2 separate regions of the Mus musculus genome follow, and region 1 is linked to region 2. The links are chromatin contacts, called in public Hi-C maps. All regions are on one chromosome and are shown on one strand. Each heading gives the region's core, a stretch centred on a gene start, on an enhancer-like site or on the middle of the called end of the contact. The rest is flanking DNA. Distances are from core to core; before and after follow the strand shown. Region 1 overlaps Ttll5 (tubulin tyrosine ligase-like family, member 5). Region 2 holds the start of Flvcr2 (feline leukemia virus subgroup C cellular receptor 2).

Region 1 (4,534 bases), core at 838-3,337, 210 kb before region 2:
GGCTGAAATTCTATACCTACTAAACACTGACAGACTGACGTTTCCTCTCCTCTTGCCCAGCCCTTGGCAACCCCGTACATTCTATCTCTATGGCCCTGGGTGCTTTAGAGAGTGCATGTGTTTGTTCCTTTGTGATGGGCTCATCTCAGTGCACTAGCTAAAGGTTCTGTCATTCTGTAGCAATAATGTCTGAAAGGACCGAAGTCTGATCCGTTCTTCATTGTCTTTTCAATTGCCTGTGCCATAAAATGCAGTTACCAGCATATGCTGTCTGGAATGGCTCTCTAATTGTTTCATGTGTATACAACTCCTTTTCATACCAGATGTTAACTTCTTGGTGATCAAACACCAGGGATTACATATCTTTTAATCCCTACCTACCTGTAAACCCTCTACTGAGTACAAGGACCACACAGTCTGGAGATCAGAGGCTACTCTGTATTACTTGATGCTCCAGCCTGGCATGTAGCATAATGCCTGACATAGGAAATGCGCAGGAAATATCATGAACACAGCAAATGCTGCTGACCAATGACCAAGAATGAAAAGATGTTAAGTCAGAGACCTGAGTCTCTGCACTATTCCCCCAGCACTATTTGGGGGAAGTAATTTAAACAAATGGAGAAAAGTTATTAGCTAAACTGGAATCAGAATCTTTGAAAAATTTATTCTACATGTTAGACACAGCAGAACACCAGGCTTTTTCTGACTGGTTACTGAAGAACAGGACAGAGGGAAGGAGTAACAGAGACTGTCTGCAATTGTCAGGATTCCCATTCTCTGGTAGAATGCCAAGTTTGGAGATGGAAGCGCTTACTTGGAGTTAGAGCTGACTGAGCATCTCATGCCCAAAATATCAAAATATCTTGTCCCATTACAAGTACGAATAAACTCTGCATGTATTCTGTCAATTCTCCTAACTTTAACATCGAGGAACAGATAAATCCCTAGGATCTCTCTCTGTGTGTGTGTGTGTGTGTGTGTGTGTGTGTGTGTGTGTGTGTGTGTGTGTATGTATGTGTGTGTGTGTGTGGGGGGGGGTGCATGTGTGTGAAAAAGCCAGAGATGGATAAAAATAATTCAATGACAAATGCTGGAAAAACACACAAAGGGGCAGAAGCCAGACATTCGTGGGATTCCCTGACAGCTCGACCCACAAGGAAGGGCTGGTCTGGAAAAAACAGGGCCTCAGGTTCCTGCCAAGCTGTCTGAGGCCCTGTCCTTCCCAAATCACTCCAAGCAGCAGCCAAGGCTTTATAAGTAACCCTTCCAGGTCTCATAATAGGACTCAGGAAGAGAAAAACACCCTCAGCCCACCAGGCGCTCCTCACCTAGAAAGTCTCCCTGGCGATGTGGTCCAGCTCCATGGAAGGAGAGAGGAGAGAGACTTGCACACCTGCTCTCAGCCTCAAATGGTTCCCTCTGTGCCCAGAAAACCCAAAATGGGAAACCCAATCTTGCTCACTAGCTGGGGAAAATCCAAAATAGCCAGGTACTAACATCTAGAGACCAGAGACAAGGCCTGAGAAAAAAAGTCATAAAATGTGGTACCTGCATCCTGGAGTCCTGCTGGGTAACGCCACACTGCCCTTGCCTGAGGCATGCCGCAGGCTTTACACATGTGACTGCATTTGGCCCTAACAAGTCTCTCTTCTGGAGAATGGCCTGCAATTAATCTCACTTATTACCTCTGAAAAGTAACAACAGAGGAATGGCGGGCCAAGTCCAACCCCAGAGTGTCTAGGGAACTGCAAGCTGCATGGCCAGGTCTCAGACTGTCTGGGCAAGCTGTGGCTCTCTGCCTCACTCTCCCACAACAAAGCCTGAGCAGGGACTCCAGACAGACCAAAGGAACCAGGGGATTTGAGGCGCTGGACTGAGCTCACACTGACCCAATGGGAGACGACAGCCCTGAGGCTACACTTGGAGCAGTTTCCAACAGCAAGGGAAGAATAAGGTTGTCTGGAGAAAATTTGTGCGATCCATAAAACAGAGAACAATAGCAACAGGGGGAAATGAGGAGTAACATTATCTGCGAGTCTTCGTGAGTCACTGGTTATTCATTCCTGTGGCTACCAAGTCTCTGAGTTCTCCCACATGCTGACGAAAGTACAGCCAGCACCGGGAGTCTCTTTACATCTTAGCTTTGCTGGGCAGCCTAGCTGACTGAATTAGCAGACTGTGGGTCTGGAATCTACTGCTGCCATCACAGAAACTAGTGAGAGTACCTTTTATTTACTTAGCCTCCACTTCCAAGGAGATCAAAGGCAATCCAAAAGCTCTCAAAACAGACCAGTTTATAGGTAAGTATGCTTATCCTATAAAAAGATTAAATAAATAGCTTAGGGTCTCTTAGTGTCAAAAGCAGTAATAAAACTCACATCTCTAAGCTACAACTCCCATCTTCATTAAGGTTAGTCACTTCTTACTACAAAGGAGGAACAAAAGATTAAGTCAATATCCAAAAATACCCTCTTCACAGGGACTTACCAAGTAAAAATGGAAATCAGGCCTCGGGACTCAGCAGAATGCCTTTGGCTGGGACCACAGCACAGCCCAAACTAAGACCTCAGAATTCACTTAGCGCTGCTCTTGGGTGGCTGCTCCCAGAGTTCTACATGGAACTGGAATACTCAAGTTGAGTCCCTAGCCATCCTAGCACCCAGAGGTTACCTGGAGCCATAGAAGACTTCCCAAGGCTCCTTAGACTGCACTGGAGCCTGGCAACAGGCTTTCTGTTTCAATAGAAGCATGGAGAGCTGTTGTAGACAATTATGTCAAGGTGGAAAGCTCAGGGAACTACACGGAGACTGCATCCTGGCTGCAGAGGCACCAGGTCACTGCAGGGCTCAGTGTCTGGCTGGGAGAAGGGCAAAGGAAATTAGGTCTTGGCTCTGACCTTGACATATCCTATCATCTTTCCTCTTATTTCTAACAGGTGCTACCAAGAGAAACGTCTTTAGCCAGCCGGAACTTTTAGTAAAGTCACCCCTACCAAATATTCGAAGTGCTACAAATTCTGTCTCAACCGTGTACTCTGACATCTTGTTTCTAGTAAGAAAGTACCTGTTGCTGTCATCCACATAGACCAGCACAGACTGTGGCACAAATGTGTTCCACAGGACTGCTGGCTCTGCTGTGGTGTGAAAATAGAATATATGCAAACATTTGCAAGGTGAATAAAGCTGTTAAGTATAAACAGCTTCCTTTGTATGACTTGTCTCAGGAATGTGGCTACTCTGTAGATTGTACTAAAGACAACAGACTTTTCCTGTGGGGAGGACTCTGTGGAAAGCGCCCAGTCTTAAAAGTGCTGCAGCCTTGTTTGTCCCCAACTCTTCTGAGTTGGTTCTTCTGATCCCAACCACAATGACTATGGGAATAAGAGACACCACTCCAGGGCATGACATAATGTGCTTATTAGGTTTATGTCACTTCCGGGGCATGGTTTCTGGTTCCAAAATTAGCTCCTTAAACACTAATTCTGACACCAACAGCAACTTCAACAGTTAGGTAGTTTCTCCCTCCCCATGTCTTTCACCTGCCTTTTCAAGCTTCAAGCTTCCAGCAAGTACACAGAAGAGAAGGCAGCTGGGACCACTGGCGTGGGGGTGCTGGGAGCTGTGCTCACACACTGGGCCACCTGATAGCTTCATTTCAAGGGAAGAGGATCCCTGAGGTCAGAAGGCTTCACTCACTCTGATAATCACACCTCCATTGCCCATCTGCCTGAGGGGCTGCCGCTGCGGACTCTACACTCATACAGACAACAGCCCTTCCAACAGGGCTAAGAAAGGGATCATCCATACAATTTGTCATGGTCCCAGTGGATAGGTGTGGTGGCACATGCTTTGAATCCCACCACCCAGGGGGCAGAGGCAGGCGGAGCTGAGTTCCAGGCCAGTCTAAGACAAGACTACTTCAAGTTGGATGGTTGGGAGGTAGGGTTGAATTGGGGGTTGGGGCTGGGGATAAATATGAAAAAACCCAATAAAATGGGAGTAAACACCAAACAAAGTAACAAAACCACTCCAACTATTATTGTGTGTGTCTGTGTGTACACACCATGGCAGTCATGCTGAGCTCTGGGGACAGCAGTCAGGAATGGCTTCCTTCCCTCCCTCCCTCCCACAGTGGCCTGTGGCCTGAGGTCAGGTGCTTAGGCTGTGAGGCAAGCACAGGCCCCAAGCATTTTGGTCAGGTTGAGGCTTTAGTACAAGACCCTTCATTGCCTTTTAGGACACTGCCATACTTGAAAACTGAGAACCAGGGATTTTGTATTTGGGAACCTATTTTGTATTCCCCTACACCCCTCCCCGCTTCATAGACCAAGCCTTGATTTTTATTTCTTAAAAACGCTACATATTTATTTTGTTTCCTGACTCTGTGCTGTGCCTTCAACTCTTTCACAATGATTTTCTGCTCCTCGATAGGAAAGCCTGCTGGATCCCGTCACGGAAGCACCACAGGCCCTGCTGACGCACTTCTTCGTCTTAGACAATCTCCTAAGGACTTTGGGTCTCACAGCCCGAGC
Region 2 (4,835 bases), core at 1,138-3,637:
CGTGCCACCACTGTCTGGCTCATCTCCAGGCTTAAGTCAATTCGGTTTTCCAAATAACAAAACTCACAAGAAGAAATCAGGTGAATAGTTTGATGGCTCTGGCAGGCCTGGAACTCATCACATCCTCCAACAGAGGCCTGCACCAGCACACTGAGCACCAGGGAAACTTTTTTTTTTTTTTTTTGTATTTTCGAGACAGGGTTTCTCTGTGTAACCCTGGCTGTCCTGGAACTCTGTAGACAAGGCTGGCCTTGAACTCAGAAATCCACCTGCCTCTGCCTCCCAAGTACTAGGATTAAAGGCGTGCGTCACCACCACCCAGCTTTTTTTTTTTTTTTAAACTTATGAAGAGAAAAAGAAATCTGCCTTTAGAGAAGTTTTAGGACGTTTCTGCCTAAGTCAGAGGTTACACACATTTTCTAAATTAAATGAACTGGTAAGACAAAATCGGCTCACCAGAGCTAAGGGTGACCAGTGATCTGTCAGCAGCAGCTTGGACAGCATGCAACTTGGAAGAAATGAATCTGGGGACCTAGGCTCCAATTAAAGAAGGGCCCATAAACATTTGCTTTGCCTCAAATACACAGAGAAAGCAATCAGATGCATAACACACCCAAGCTTCTAAGTGAGAACCATTCTAAGATCATAAGAACGTGGAATTGCTTGCCCCAGGAAGAGAAAAGGCAAAAGGAGAAAGACAGAAGATGCTTAGACCAGAAGCTTTCTTGGAAGTTCGCAGTGAGATTTCTACTCTCTCCTACTCGACTTGGCTCTAAATCCCAGAGAGTTTAGGGCAAAGCCTGGTTCCAGGTGTCCTGGTTTCAGCTCTGCGTAAAAGGTAAGAACAGCCCAGCCCACAGTTTCGTGCACAGAGGATCTTGAGTTCTAGCAAATCTGGCTGGTCCAGCTAAAACCACCAAGGACACCTAAACAGCCACCTGGCAGTCAAAGATTGCTACCAGAGAAAAGACCAGCATTCCTAAAATTGGTGGAACTGGTGTACTGATAAAGGCTGGGGAGAAACACCATCAAAAAACGATCATATTTTAATTAGTATGCTTCCTACAGGCTAGGAAAAACTGTGGATGAAAGAAAAAGTCCTTTGTTTGTGACCCCCGCCCCATTAATCTTCAATGTCACTGACAGTCACAATCACCCAACTACACTGTCAGTCCACACCCAACCACAAAGCCACCCAAGAGTCATAAAGTCTGTGAACCAGAAAACTACAGCTTCTCTCATCGTCAGGTACCCTCTAACATACTCAGCCCCATCATGGTGAGATGCTCTCTCTCTTTGGAACAGCCGTCCACACACACACCCGCCCTCTACTCACCTGATTGCCAAACACAGCCACGGAGCAGGCTGTTGAAACCTCATCAGCTCCAAACCAGACCGAAGCAATGCGTGAGGGCATGCCCAGAATGAAGACCTGTGCCACAGAGCAGATGACCTGACCCACCATTGTGACCGGGAAGAGGTGAGGCTCTAGGCTGCCCAGCTTTACCCAGGCTCCCAGGCAATTGAGAGCTGAGCCGGTGATAGCGATGGTTCGAAGACCAAATTTCTCCAGCATCCAGGCCACGGGCAGGAGCAGAGGGATGTAGGTCAGCATGTAGCACATGGACAGCCAATCAATGGCAAAGGCACTGACACCGTAGAAGTTCATGAAGATGTTATTGATGGAGCCGTACTGAATCCACTGGAAGGCATTGCACAAGGAGTAGCAACTGAACACCAGGACCACGACCCAACGACGCTTGCTCACCTTGATCACGCTGTCTTCTCTAACCAAGCTACTATGATGGGTCAAACCGCTGGGTTGAGCCAAGGTACTGGGGAGTGCTGAACTGCTGGGACGGACAGAGACGCTGGGGTCGATGGAGACACTAGGATGGATGGAGACACTGGGGTGGCCTGAGACGCTGGGGTGGCCTGAGACGCTGGGGTGGCCTGAGACGCTGGGATGGATGGAGCCGCTGGGCTGGGTGGAGTAGCTGGTGTCCATCTGGAATTCCGACTCTGGCGCAGGTCTGTCATTGCTCTCCTCCTGGTTGAGACTTTCATTCACCATGACCACAACGAGCTCCTGAATCCCAGGCACGTACTGACTCCTACAGTCTTATGGGTCAGCAGCCTTTTGCCTGTCCCCCTAGAGCTGAGGCAACACTTCTCCGGGAGCGCACCTCTGTTAGCGGAGAAATCGAGATCTCAGGTTCCTACGATCACTCCCTAGCAAACTGTTGTCCCCCAAGTTGGCCGCAGACGCCTTGCCACGCGTTCCAGGCTGTCCAGATGAAGCGTTGACCGTCCTGGAAAAAGTTTGACTCCTGAACAGCGAACTGTGGCAGGGCGAGCTCGGTTTGCTCCCGGGCAGGCTGGGGCCTCGCCCCCTCGGGCGCACGTGACCGCCCCGCCCCCCGGCCTGCCCGGCTCCCCACGCCCCTCAACCCCTCCCACCCAGGATCCCCTGCCTCCTTGAGCGGGGCTCGCAAGGCGCCGCTCTTGTTTCGCCATAGGTTGGGGTGTACATTCCTCTCCGACGTCCCCGGTGTCATGGAAACCGCCCGGTTAGCCCCCACCCCTACACTTTCCCTAAATTCACTTGTCCCCCCCACTCCCAGAGGTCTTCGTTGGTAAATGAGGACTTCGCCTCACGCCCTTCCGAGGTCAGAGTCTTCTCGGGGCCAGCGGGCGTGCACCGAGGCTCGGAGTCCCTAAACTGCTCAGGGGGATCCGAGAGAGATCCCTACCTTCCTCTCTTTTGCTGGGCTCTCCAGGTGACAGTTCAGTGTGCCTGGTGAAAGGAATGCTTGCTTTTCTCAGAGACCTCCCAGCCGACAAAGACTTATTTTGGTGAACTCGTATATGAACTTGTTTAGTGTCTGACGGGTCCCTGAGGTCTCCCACTAGGGAACCCCGCGAGCCAAGCATAGCCTGGAGGGAAAGTTGTGGAACCAAGTCTCTGCGCAGGCTCTGGGAGTGAGGCAACGAAGTGACTCATACAGCCTCGTAGCCCTCCGCTGCCACCTACCGATCCCCTGAGCGTCACCTCTTAGCCTGGAAGCAAGGCTTTCAGAGAAGGAATGCTGGCTTGCGCTGGTCCCTACAACTCCATGGGTTCACAGTGATAAAGAACCCAAAATTTAGGTTGGATTCCGGTTTAGCGACTTAGGCGTGTAACAATAGGTCACTGAACACCACTTCTGAGCTCCCGTTTCTTTTGCAAAATGTAGATGGTGAAATAATGGCCCTTAGAAAAATCCAGCCAGGCGTGGTGGCACACACCTTTAATCCCAGCACTCGGGAGGCAGAGGCAGGTGGATTTCTGAGTTCGAGGCCAGCCTGGTCTACAGAGTGAGTTCCAGGACAGCCAGGGCTATACAGAGAAACCCTGTCTCGAAAAAAAAAAAAAAAAAAAAAAGAAAAATCCCTGGCTGATAATTCGTTCAACAAATGTTTCCTATCCTGCCAAAAGGCTAGCATTTGTTGCCACGGGGTAAATGTGCTTCATGGGTGAGCATGCCGGGCATTCTATAATGTAGTTACTATTGCTTGCCCTGGGTGTGTGTGTCTGTATGTGTGCATGTGTATGGTGTATGTGCAGGCACTCAAGGCTTTGAAAACATCGAGCTGTAAGCTCTCGGCCTTCTTGCCTCGTGCTATAGACAAGAAAACAAGCCTTTTAGAACTCAGTTAACTAAGGTCCCAGCTGGCCTGAAAAGTCATACTTCCCATCATTCAAGCTACCACACAGTTACATAAGAGCAGTCTGAGCTGCAGCCTGGGTGGCTCCTGGAAACCTGGTGGTGTTTTTGTTTTGCCTTTTTTGTCTGTTTTGGCTTGGTCTTTTTGAGACAGGGTTGCTCAGGGTAACCTTGAATTCCACACCCTCTCAATCCTAAATGGTGAGTTTACAGGTGTATATCACCATGCCCGCCCCCCTGCCAAGCTTGTTTCAAGGGAAGATTCCCAGATCCCCAGGTTCAGCCCAGAACTCCTGAATTAGAACATTTGAACAGAATCTCCAGGTGATTCATGTGTGTTCACACGTTGAATCTTGAGGGACACTGCTTCCTTGTCCTCCCCGACCCCCCCCCCCTTTTAAAGCTCTGCAGTGGTGTTTACAACTTGAGTCTGCACATTAGAATCAAGAATAGGTGATGGCGAAGAGAGATGGTTCAGGGTTTAAGGGGGCTTGCTGCTTTCTCAGAGGAGTTGAGTTCAGTTCCCGCACTCACACTGAGTGGCTCACAACCATCTGTAGCATGAGGGAATCTTCCAGCCTCAGGCACCTGCTGACCTGTGAGCACATGCACGGATGTAAATGTAAATAACAACAACATGCTGACCTGTGAGCACATGCACGGATGTAAATGTAAATAACAACAACAATAATAATCTTTAAAAAAAATAGAATCTATCTGAGTGGATGGTGGTGTGGGGCATTCATTGGACAAGGTGGCTCAGACACAGGCTTAAGCTATAGAAAGTCTATATTAGCGATGTTTGGGATTCCAGTGTAGCACCAAGACTTGCTCAGGAAGAAAGCCGCTTTTTTTTTTTTTTAAGATTTATTTATTTATTATGTGTGAGTACACTGTAGCTGTCTTCAGACACTCCAGAAGAGGGTGTCAGATCTCGTAACGGATGGTTGTGAGCCACCATGTGGTTGCTGGGATTTGAACTCTGGACCTTTGGAAGAGCAGTCGGGTGCTCTTACCCACTGAGCCATCTCACCAGCCCCCTGAAAGCCGCTTTTTGAGTCGCCACATCTTAATTAGTAAGAACAGTTAGCCAGAAGCACTGCTACAGAAGCCAAAAAGCAAGGCTAG

Evidence for each region. A called contact is a pair of places that touch in the nucleus more often than the background predicts.
Region 1: a Hi-C map of nephron progenitors shows a contact between it and region 2, with 2.0 times the contacts expected there. The contact joins the enhancer-like site here to the promoter of Flvcr2 in region 2. A contact is called at or near these places in 1 of 39 promoter capture datasets (stem cell-derived epiblast-like cells), 4 of 484 Hi-C or Micro-C datasets (the HL-1 cell line, embryonic stem cells and nephron progenitors) and 2 of 115 datasets of contacts at active chromatin or transcription factors (both in embryonic stem cells).

Annotation. Positions count from the first base shown.
Region 1 is chr12:85,957,529-85,962,062 of GRCm38.p6, reverse strand. All of the region lies in intron 29 of Ttll5 (tubulin tyrosine ligase-like family, member 5), which reads right to left. Among named protein-coding and RNA genes, the nearest start is that of Gm51989, 37 kb to the left of the region's middle. Within about 2 kb of position 2,087, at least 149 of the 459 cell types and tissues checked have an H3K27ac peak or open chromatin away from gene starts, as enhancers often do. A contact at or near this core is called in the HL-1 cell line and nephron progenitors, where this site is marked.
Region 2 is chr12:85,744,091-85,748,925 of GRCm38.p6, reverse strand. Flvcr2 (feline leukemia virus subgroup C cellular receptor 2) reads right to left here and starts at 2,387. Exons shown (of 10, transcript NM_145447.2): 1 at 1,337-2,387. The coding sequence starts at 2,074.